Linked DNA regions of Triticum aestivum: region 1 is linked to region 2. Evidence: chromatin contacts called from public Hi-C data. All regions are on one chromosome and are shown on one strand. Each heading gives the region's core, a stretch centred on a gene start, on an enhancer-like site or on the middle of the called end of the contact. The rest is flanking DNA. Distances are from core to core; before and after follow the strand shown.

The links. Hi-C and Micro-C count contacts between places; a contact is called where the count stands out from the background.
Region 1: a Hi-C map of leaf shows a contact between it and region 2, with 7 times the contacts expected there. The contact joins the promoter of LOC123113298 here to the promoter of LOC123113297 in region 2. A contact is called at or near these places in 3 of 5 Hi-C or Micro-C datasets (all in leaf).

What each region holds. Positions count from the first base shown.
Region 1 is chr5B:572,041,365-572,045,850 of IWGSC CS RefSeq v2.1, reverse strand. LOC123113298 (tRNA (guanine-N(7)-)-methyltransferase non-catalytic subunit wdr4) reads left to right here and starts at 2,343. Exons shown (of 10, transcript XM_044534494.1): 1 at 2,343-2,648; 2 at 3,022-3,186; 3 at 3,477-3,660; 4 at 3,825-3,881; 5 at 3,968-4,038; 6 at 4,212-4,287; 7 at 4,379-4,438. The coding sequence starts at 2,515.
Region 2 is chr5B:571,640,325-571,645,355 of IWGSC CS RefSeq v2.1, reverse strand. LOC123113297 (FCS-Like Zinc finger 8) reads left to right here and starts at 2,024. Exons shown (of 1, transcript XM_044534493.1): 1 at 2,024-3,256. The coding sequence starts at 2,220. The coding sequence ends at 2,942. It also overlaps the pseudogene LOC123113294.

The sequences.
Region 1 (4,486 bases), core at 1,094-3,593, 400 kb before region 2:
ATGCACCATGCTCATCCAAGAAGTCAGCCACCCAATTGTATCGACAATTCCCCTTCGGAGTTACTGGCCGGAAATTATGTCCTCTAAGGATCCAAGCATCTCTCCATGTTTTAATGAGAGTACCATTACCTACTCGCCATATAATGCCTTTCTTCACAAGATCAAGTCCGTGAACAATACCTTTCCACACCGCCGAAGAACTAGCTGAGAATACTGTGTCCAATAAATCCCCCCTTGGGTAGTATTTAGCCTTCAACAAGCGAGCACACAAGCTATCCGGGCTGTCCAGGAGACGCCAAGCCTGCTTGGCCAACAAAGTTTGATTAAAGGCCCTTATATCACGAAATCCCATACCTCCCATAGCCTTCAGAAGCATCATCTTCTCCCAGCTAAGCCATGCCATCTTCATCTTCCCGTTCTCCATCCCCCACCAATACTGCCTCATCATCTTTGTAAGATCATCACACACCGAAGCAGGAAGTCGGAACACACTCATAACGTATGTTGGGATTGTTTGTGCCACGGCCTTGATGAGGATCTCCTTGTTCCCAACAGAAACATATTGTTCACTCCAATCAATTAGCCTTTTTCTTAGCCTGTCCTGAAGGGTCTCAAACTGGCCCTTATGCGCTCTACCTTCAGGTACCGACAAACCGAGGTATTTTGGTTCGAACACTTGTTGCTGCACCTCCAAGATATATTGATTTCCTCCACCACTGACGCATTACAGTTTCCAGAGAAAAGGATGGAACACTTCTCGGGCTACCCGTCGCCGAGGAATAAGTGTTCAACAAACCTTTAACAATGTCCGCTTGCTGGCCAGAAGCTTCAAAAAACAGCAAAGTATCATCCGCAAATAAAAGGTGAGATATCACCGGTGCACCACGGCAGATGGTCACTCCTCTCAAGCTTCCTTCATTCACTGATTTTGACAGGAGAGCGGGGGAGTTACATGTTTCAAATTCATTTTATTTAACATATATTTATCTATGTTTATACTATATAAACTAAACAAGAATGATTTTTAATTTTTCACTGATGACAAAAAAAGTCTATGATAGAGTATCTAAACAACACATCGAGTTTATTTTTTGAAATATGTTTCACAAACTAAAAAAAATATGCATGTAAGCTAAGAGAATCCATACATGTAAAAAAGATCTAGTCTAGTTTTAGGAATAGTTTCAGTAAAATAAAAAAACTATTTTGTGCAATATTAACCTGCTTGTTGTACTAATAACTAATTAAAATACTCATTTTTTTAAATATGACTAACCAAAGAATGCGTGTGTTTATAAAATATTAATCTATTTGAGAACAATGAGTGGGTTAAAAGTGGCTGCTTTATCTAAAGCAAACTTTAGCTACTAATTGGCTGCCTACCATTCTTTTACGCCATCAAGGAAAAGTGACAAATATTGGCCAGTTTTGTTTTTGCTTGGGTAGCAACCTTTTAGCCGGGTGCTCCTATATGGCGCAACACGTGCCGGGGAGCGGACGCTTGCGCCCATTTTGGAGCCGGCCCATGAGCGGCAGCGGGGAGCCCCCTATTTCCTTGTTTTCTTTTTTCCTTTTTTCTTTTCTAAATTTTTAAAAATGCGAATTCCAAAAAAGGTTTGTGGAGCCAAAAAACTTCCTGAATTTGAATAGTGTTCGCAAATTTGAAAAAATGTTCATGATTTTAAAAATGTTCGTGAATTTGGATATTGATGAACCTGTTTTATCTGATGAATGTTTTTTGAATTTGATGAACTTTTTGAACTTGATTAACAAATTCTCAATTCAAGAACATTTCCGAAAAAATAGGATGATTTTTTTAAAAAATGGATGAACATTTTCAAACATTACGTGACCAAAATTTGAATATGATGAACATTTTTTTTGAACTTGATGAACAGATTCTCAATTAAAAACACTTTTTTGAAAATCGGATGAAATTTTTGGAAACTGAATGAACATTTTTTGTATTTGATGAACATTTTTTTAAATTACGATGAACCAATTTTGAATTTCATGAACATTTTTTGAATTAGATGAACATTTTTTGAATTCAGTGACAACAATTGTTCAGTATTTGAAAACATCAAAAATGATAAAAAAAAATAAAGACAAAGAAGAAAAAACGGAGCTGAAAGAAGAAATAAAAAATAAGAGAATAAAACAGAAAATAACATAAATAAAAGAAAAAAGAAAAAAAACTGAGGGACCTCACGCCCCATCCTGCGCGCCATATAGGTAGGATCCGCCCTTTTAGCCCCAAACCAAGCATCTCAGTCATTGCTGAGGCCCAGTAGACTATGGGTTTGGGCTCCATCTACGTCCCCAGGTTCCAATTCCAAACACTCTTGACATTCCCCTAAAAATCTCCTAGGTGAGACTGGTCGCTGGGTCCCACGAAGAGCCAGCCATAAACCCTAGCAATTTCCCCACTCCCGACCTCCCTCCCCCGCCTCCCGCGCCTCGCGCTGGATTCGAACCCGACAGCGAATCCACGCTCGCCGCTGCTTTGCCGCCATGGAGGACGCAGCGGTCGAGGAGGCGGAGGTGAGCGGCGCGGGCGAGTTCGCGCCGGCGCTCGTCGCCGCCCACCCGCTCGGCCACTCCGTCGCCGTCGCCGTCGGGCCCGAGCTCCGCGTGTTCGATCTCAAGTAAGGATTGCTCTCTTCGCCTGCGGTGCGGCTTCCTGCATAACCTCGGTCGGGCCCTGTGTGTAGCGAAGTTCGTGTTTCGACTGCAGTATCGCTAGATTTTTGTGGAGATTGGGGGTAAATGCGCTTTTGAGCCGAGTCAGGTGCTTATCTTGTACAGACAGTAGTTTGGTTTCATATGTCTTATGTGTGGAAGAATGACTACTGAATTTTAGATGTCTAAAACGTTCCTGCTGTCTATTTTGTAAAAGCTCAGGTGCTTAGTTTTGTACTGTCTAATACATATGCTTATTTCTCAGGTGTAAAGTTTTATTTTAATGCAGTTTGCTTGACGAGCAATGCAAATGATGATTTATTTTTTGTGTGCATCCAGGGGTGGTTGTGCAGTTTCGTTGTCAGATGATTCTGGCGGTTGTTCTCATTCAGATGCTATTAGAGCAATTTCGTTCAGTGTTGATGGTGCCTTGTTCGCATCTGCGGGCGATGATAAGCTTGTTAAGATCTGGAAGACTGACTCGTGGCGCTGCATCCAGACTATGTGAGTGCTGCTTTTTTTCTCACTCAATCTTGCTAACACGATGAAGACACCAAACAGTGGACCTGTTATTTTGCATTTGTTCAGTCTATAAGTGTCGCTGTGTTATATGGTGTATGAGAACCCTCTCCTTACCTTTCAGTAGTAGCCTTTTATTTTACTTGTATTAGGTCAATAGTTGCAATGAAATTGGTGATTGAATAGTGAGTATGTTTATTGTTGTGTTGTTGTTAGCACTACTAAATTTGCTGAGCATACATATGATTTATTTTGCAATATTTTTGCTTCTGCAGAACTTCTGAAAAGAGGGTTAGCGCAGTTGCTATTAGCAAAGATGGCCTGTATGTAACATTTGCAGATAAGTTTGGTGTCATTTGGTTAGTTACTGTGGGGGAACATGGCGGAGGGCAGGTGTCATCTGATGATAACAAACCTGTCTCAATTTATGGTCACTACTGCAGTATTATTACTAGCATGGTATGGACAAATTTTCACCTTATGCACCATGTGGATTTATTTGTGCCTCCTATATATTGATCAGTAAGCCTGTATGTCTGACTGTCACTGTCATAGTTCAGTGTTTTTTTCTGTTCATGTCGAATATAACCATGCTTACTTATATCATTTATTTGTGAATGTAGAAATTCTCACCAGATGGACGGTTCATTGCCACTGCTGATCGGGACTTCAAAATTCGAGTATGGAACTTCTGTACTTCGCAGTAATCGCCTTGGTGGGGCATAATTCTGAGTTATTTATCTTACTCATGTAATTATTTTTGTAGGTTACATCATTCCCAAAGGATCCTGTAAAAGGGGCTCCCCAAATACAGAGCTTTTGCCTTGGACATACAGAGTATGTTCAGTTCACTTTGTCATCTTTTTGTTCATTTTTTACAGTTAATGTTCCTACCATGTCTACATAACTTTGAATTTTGTTGATCATGATCCCAATTGCTGTAGTTTCACAGCTAAATGTTGCAACATAGTGGTTAATGTATTTGATAATTGAGGTGACTACCCATGCAGATTCGTTTCTTCCATTGCCTTCACAAGCCTTTCAGGAGGATCAAGCTTTCTATTATCTGGAGGCGGTGATTCAACTGTGTGTACATATTCAGTTTAGAATCTGGCATGTTGTCGCTATAAACTTAGCCAAAACTTCTCATGATGTTGTTCCCTTTTATCTGTTTAAGGTTCGGTTATGGGACTACATAAATGGCTGCCTCCTTGATACATATGAAGTCAAAGACAAGGTAAAAGCTGGATAATATTGTCTCAAGCTTTATGTCTGTTCACAAAAT
Region 2 (5,031 bases), core at 775-3,274:
TAATGGTCGATATTTATCTATCGTCCTAAGATTATGTCAATGCATGGTCGGTGTGGTATCCAAACATCGTCCTTAGTTCAATAGGAGACCAAAACAAGCCTCATACAACTTAAAATATGTTTGCACAATAATAAAAGCCGAATATGAAAATTTATTCGGTTTGGAGCTTTTGGTTGCTGTAGGTGCTATACAGATTGAGGCTTTCAGTGATTCGTTATAAGTAGTGCAACAAATATATAAGGGTTATCAATGTTTTGACGAATCACTTATAGTTTATCTTGGGATATGTCTAGATGCAAAATTTACCTTGGGTTGCTTTAATATCCTTCATATATCTAGACATGACAATTCGAAAGAGTTGGCACAGCAAGCATCTAGCTACTATGTTAACCATGGTGTATTGTATTATTTCTATCAATAGCCGATGCTAGGTCTTGTCAACATAGGTAAGGCTGAACCGAAGCCCACCGCTTCGGCCACTAATGAAACTTTTATGCAGGCGAAGTAAGGATTGGAGAAAGTTTATTATTGATCATCAGCAAAATCCTAGCAAAAGGGTGAATAATATTGTTCCGAGGATGACCTTGAGATACATATCTATGGGACTTTATCATCGGATTGTTAAGGAAGTTGAGAAAGTTTCACCCAAGCTTGCGTCAAAATATTCACACAAGCAATGGCCGATATAAACTTATCATCCTAAGAATATGCCAAAACGGCCGATGGAGTGTTGACATTGTCCTTAAAGCAAGCTATGTGCAAGTTATTTTTCGGCACACAGGCTTTGCCGAAAAACAGGGGGGCATGTGTTGACACCAGATTTTGGCACAGTCAAGAACTTATTTAAAATGGCCTCAAATAGAGAAGTATTCTACATGAAAAAGTTTCGTATTGTCGATACGAACATCTTTCAAGTTTGGGCCATCGCCATCTGATCTCATCTCGAAGGCCGAAGTTGTGTTCGAAATACTGAGATTTTGTATTCAGAACACTATTCGACACATTACGCCCCCAAAACTGCCTTGTACGGAAAAATGATCTACATGGATTGTCTTCGTCTCGTCGAAACGATCGATTTTGATATAAGAATCATTCCAATCCGAGTTCATATATAAAAGTTAGAGCCATCCGAATACAACACTATCACAAGCCAAAAGTGGCGCGCCCCACCAGACACCCTGTCTGATGGGTAGCGCGAATAACGGCCTGTGTTGCACGAGCGATTTGACCCTCAAGATGAACTCTAATAAAAAAACGTTCAACATAAAAGTTGTTCGTCTCGTCGAAACGGTCAAGATTGTTTTTGGGCTCGTTTTCATCCAAGGTCGTTTACCACCTCAAAAGTTACCCGCAAGGTGCAGCCAGTTTAAACCGAACAGTTTTGGAAAGTTCGGACAAAACCAATCCGAATTTGACTAGGGTTTTGGACGTGAATCCAAGCCTTTTCCTTGCACGGGAAGTCCAGCCGCCTCTTATGTACCTGAGGGGTGATGGCCGATTGAACAACACACAATCGAACAAATATATTTACACTTTTTACCTTTACTTTTCCTTCTCCCTTGTTCTTCTTCTTCCTCGTTCTTCGTCTGTTCTTTTTATTGCAGAGCGGCGATCCACGAGGCCCTAGGGGCGATCAGGTCGACCTAGGGCAACCCATAGCCACCGCACGCCCTGACGAGGTCCCTCCCGGGCGTGTGGGGTTTCGGGTCTACAAAAGCGCCTGCCGGATTGTCTTGCGTATCGCGCTTCCGGCAGGTCTCCTTCGACGTGAGTTGCGGTGCATCACCCTCGGCGTTGGAGGTACACGGTGACGTGTTCGTGTGCGAACAATCTCAAACTCTCTTCAATCAGGAAAATAAAAGAAAAGGGAAATATTATTGGCAGTGGTAAAACTGAAGATAAGGACCTGCAGTTTTGGAAGCAAGCAGAGCACACACAAACCAAACCAACGATGACATCAGTGGAGTGCGAGAGGGGGAGCCCGGCCCGGCCCTTCTTTAAGATCACCACCCGCCCCCATTGCCCTCTCCCACACCTCTCTCTCTCTCTCTCTCTCTCTCCCCACCTCCTCTCGTCTTCTTCTCGCCCGGTGACACCCGCTCGCCCCCATTCACCAGCGAGCTCGAGCTTGCTTGCTCTTCTCTGCTGCAAGCCGCTGATCGGCTCTCTCCGGGAGGGAAGCGTCGGGATTTGGCTGCTCTGTCAGGCTGGCTCTTGACATGTTCAGATCGAAGGTCCAGGAGATGATCCTCAGGAGGAGGTCCAGGTCCATGAACGGCGCCGCGCAGCACGCCGGCAGCTCGCCCACGGCTTCGTGCGACGCCGGCGGAGGTGGCAAGGGTGCTGCTCGCGCGCCGTCGTTCGCCGCGCCGAGGCTGCTGCACTCGTCGTCGCTCCCCGCCGGCGGCCGCGCCGCGGTCGTCATCGGGAGCCCCGCGCGGGACCCAGAGGCGTTGTCCGCCTACGCCATGAGCCCGACCTCCGTGCTGGACGCGTCGGCGGCCTTCGGGTCGCCCGGCCCGGCCGTGGACGCCGGAGGGGGCAAGCGCCGGCCCTGGTGCGACGGGTGCGCGGGCCCGCACGGGCTCGCCGACGTGCTGGACTGCGCCCACGAGGCCCAGCGGAGGAAGAACGTCCTCCGGGGCGCCGTGAGGGCGCAGGCGCCGGCCCTGGTGCGCTCGTCCTCCCTGGACCGGCGCGTGGAGTTCGGCGTCAAGAACAAGAGCTCGTGGCTGCCGCTGCGCTCCGCCCGCGCGGGGGCGGCGGCGGAGGAGGACGACGGGCCGGCGTCCGAGGACTACACCTGCGTCATCTCCCGCGGGCCCAACCCGAGGACGGTGCACATCTTCGGCGACCGCGTCGTGGAGGGCGACGGCGTGGCGGAGAGCCCGCCGCCGGCGCCGGTGCCGGCGCGCCAGGGCAGAGGCTTCCTCAGCCTGTGACGCCATGCCCATGCCACCCCATAGTAGCAATTCCCCCATGATGCGTGCGTGCGTGCGTGCGTGCTCCGGTAAAGTAGTAAGTCTTGTCGATGCTGTCAGTATTTTGTTCTTGGATCGATCGATCTTGATGAGATGATCAGGCAGATGCCTCCTCGATCAGATGATCAAACGGATTGGGTTTTGTCTGTAATATAGGAATTCCATGCCTTTGCTCCAACAACATGTTTGTACCAGAGTAAGATCACATCCGAGCATGTAAAATTAGTACTAGCTTATGAATGAATTGATCATTGAAAATGCACCGAATTTCTCAATCCCTGGCCAGAGCCTGCGATCAGAATAGTTGCTTCCGGAATGAATTGAACGTTGAAAATGCACTGAATTTCTCGGTTGTCAGAGCCTGTGATGAGAATCTTGGAACCATTTCCGATGAAGCTAGTTGCAATCAATCAACTCCTCTACTCTACTCTACTCTACCTCACCTAGCCTTGCTGCAAGATGCTCACTGCATCTCCAATAATTGGCGGTTTCTTCAGCAGCAGTAGCAGCAGAAAATAGGGCCAGGGCCATGGGCCATGGCAATGATTGATGTCCCCTGCGCCGGGCCCTGGCCACTCGAGCACGGTGGTGCCTTGTCCTAGTCAGGGGCCCGGATTTGGCATACGGTTGCAGCTAACCACTGCGGCGGTGGGCCCCGTCCCCTCTCGTCTCATCTGATCCGATCCGATCGCCTCCCCCCTCCCGTCTCGACTTGTGTTTCAGTTTCTTTTTCGTGACGCCGATGGAATTGATGCCCACTCCGCCTCCCCATCACCAATTTTTCTTTCTCGGTTTCTTTCTGGTGATCAATGCACTCGGCTGATGTGGACCGTGTCCGTGGTGGGAATCTAATGAGTTCTTCTCAGCCCACTTTCTCGCAGGGCAGATAGATGGATCAAGTGGGTTGTGAAGAACAAATTTATACATTATGTGATGACCGGTGACAGCGAGAGTAGAGCAACTGGGCAGGGATTTTAGAGGATTGTTAGCTTCGCTTTGTGCTGTAACATTATTCTAGGATGGTCAAGTAGCGATCTAAAAGAAAATCTTATATTTCTTTACAGAGGGAGTGTATATATATATTTGTTGATTTGATGGTGATATGTTCATGGGAAACATTTTTTTACTTGCTGTGAGATTTGGATTTGGAGGTCATATGTAGCGGCGCCGCATATGTAGCAGCACGCAAGTTGCAGTTGTTTGACAGACAGACATACGGCCTCCTGCATCATCCACAATGCAACCCTCTGATAAATATTATAGTACTCGAGAAAAAAAGAAGTGTGTAGAGTCTGGGAATGAACAGAACCAGATCTTGAGCCCAACCGACGCCTGATCTAGCACTGCTCACAAAAACAAAACAAAAACATAACTGTTCAGTATTCAGAGCTTGCTCTAGTTCATCATCATGCATCCGACAAAATGAAACATTATGAGCCTGTTCAGAACCTTTCCAATCTCAAAACAGACAAGGAGCTGGGTTCGAGCCACTCCCTGAAATTGTGCTGCCCCTCCCTCCGCTCTAGGAGCCGCAGGTGTGGAGCAGAGAGCATCCGAACAGGTCCTATTCCTATAAGACCACTCCATATTAGTCTGCCAAATCTCAAGCTGAACCTTTGCAAGACTAACTGAAGCCCCATACAAAGACAACAACCGGGGTTAAAAAACAGTGTATACATATGCAATCTACTTAGTTTGTTAGAGGAAGCATCTAACAGCCAGATAAAGCCAATGCTATTTTCGTCCATGTTGGCTAGGCTTCGCAATGGCGAATGGGATACATCCACTAATTTGCCATAAGAAATAGAAACCCACGCATGTATCCGCAAATGCAAATGTTAACCCCTACAAAAACTTGAATTGTGTCGAAGAACTCGCAAACCCATCATTTTACCAGCAACAGATGACAGAAATCCCCCTAAAAACATACAGAGAGGAAAGCAGATGACCGTACCGTGCTGTCAGTTTTGATAATTACAATTGAATTAGACACTAACTAAGTCATTTACATGCAAATGAGTGTCCTCAAGAATGGAGCAATACCATATTG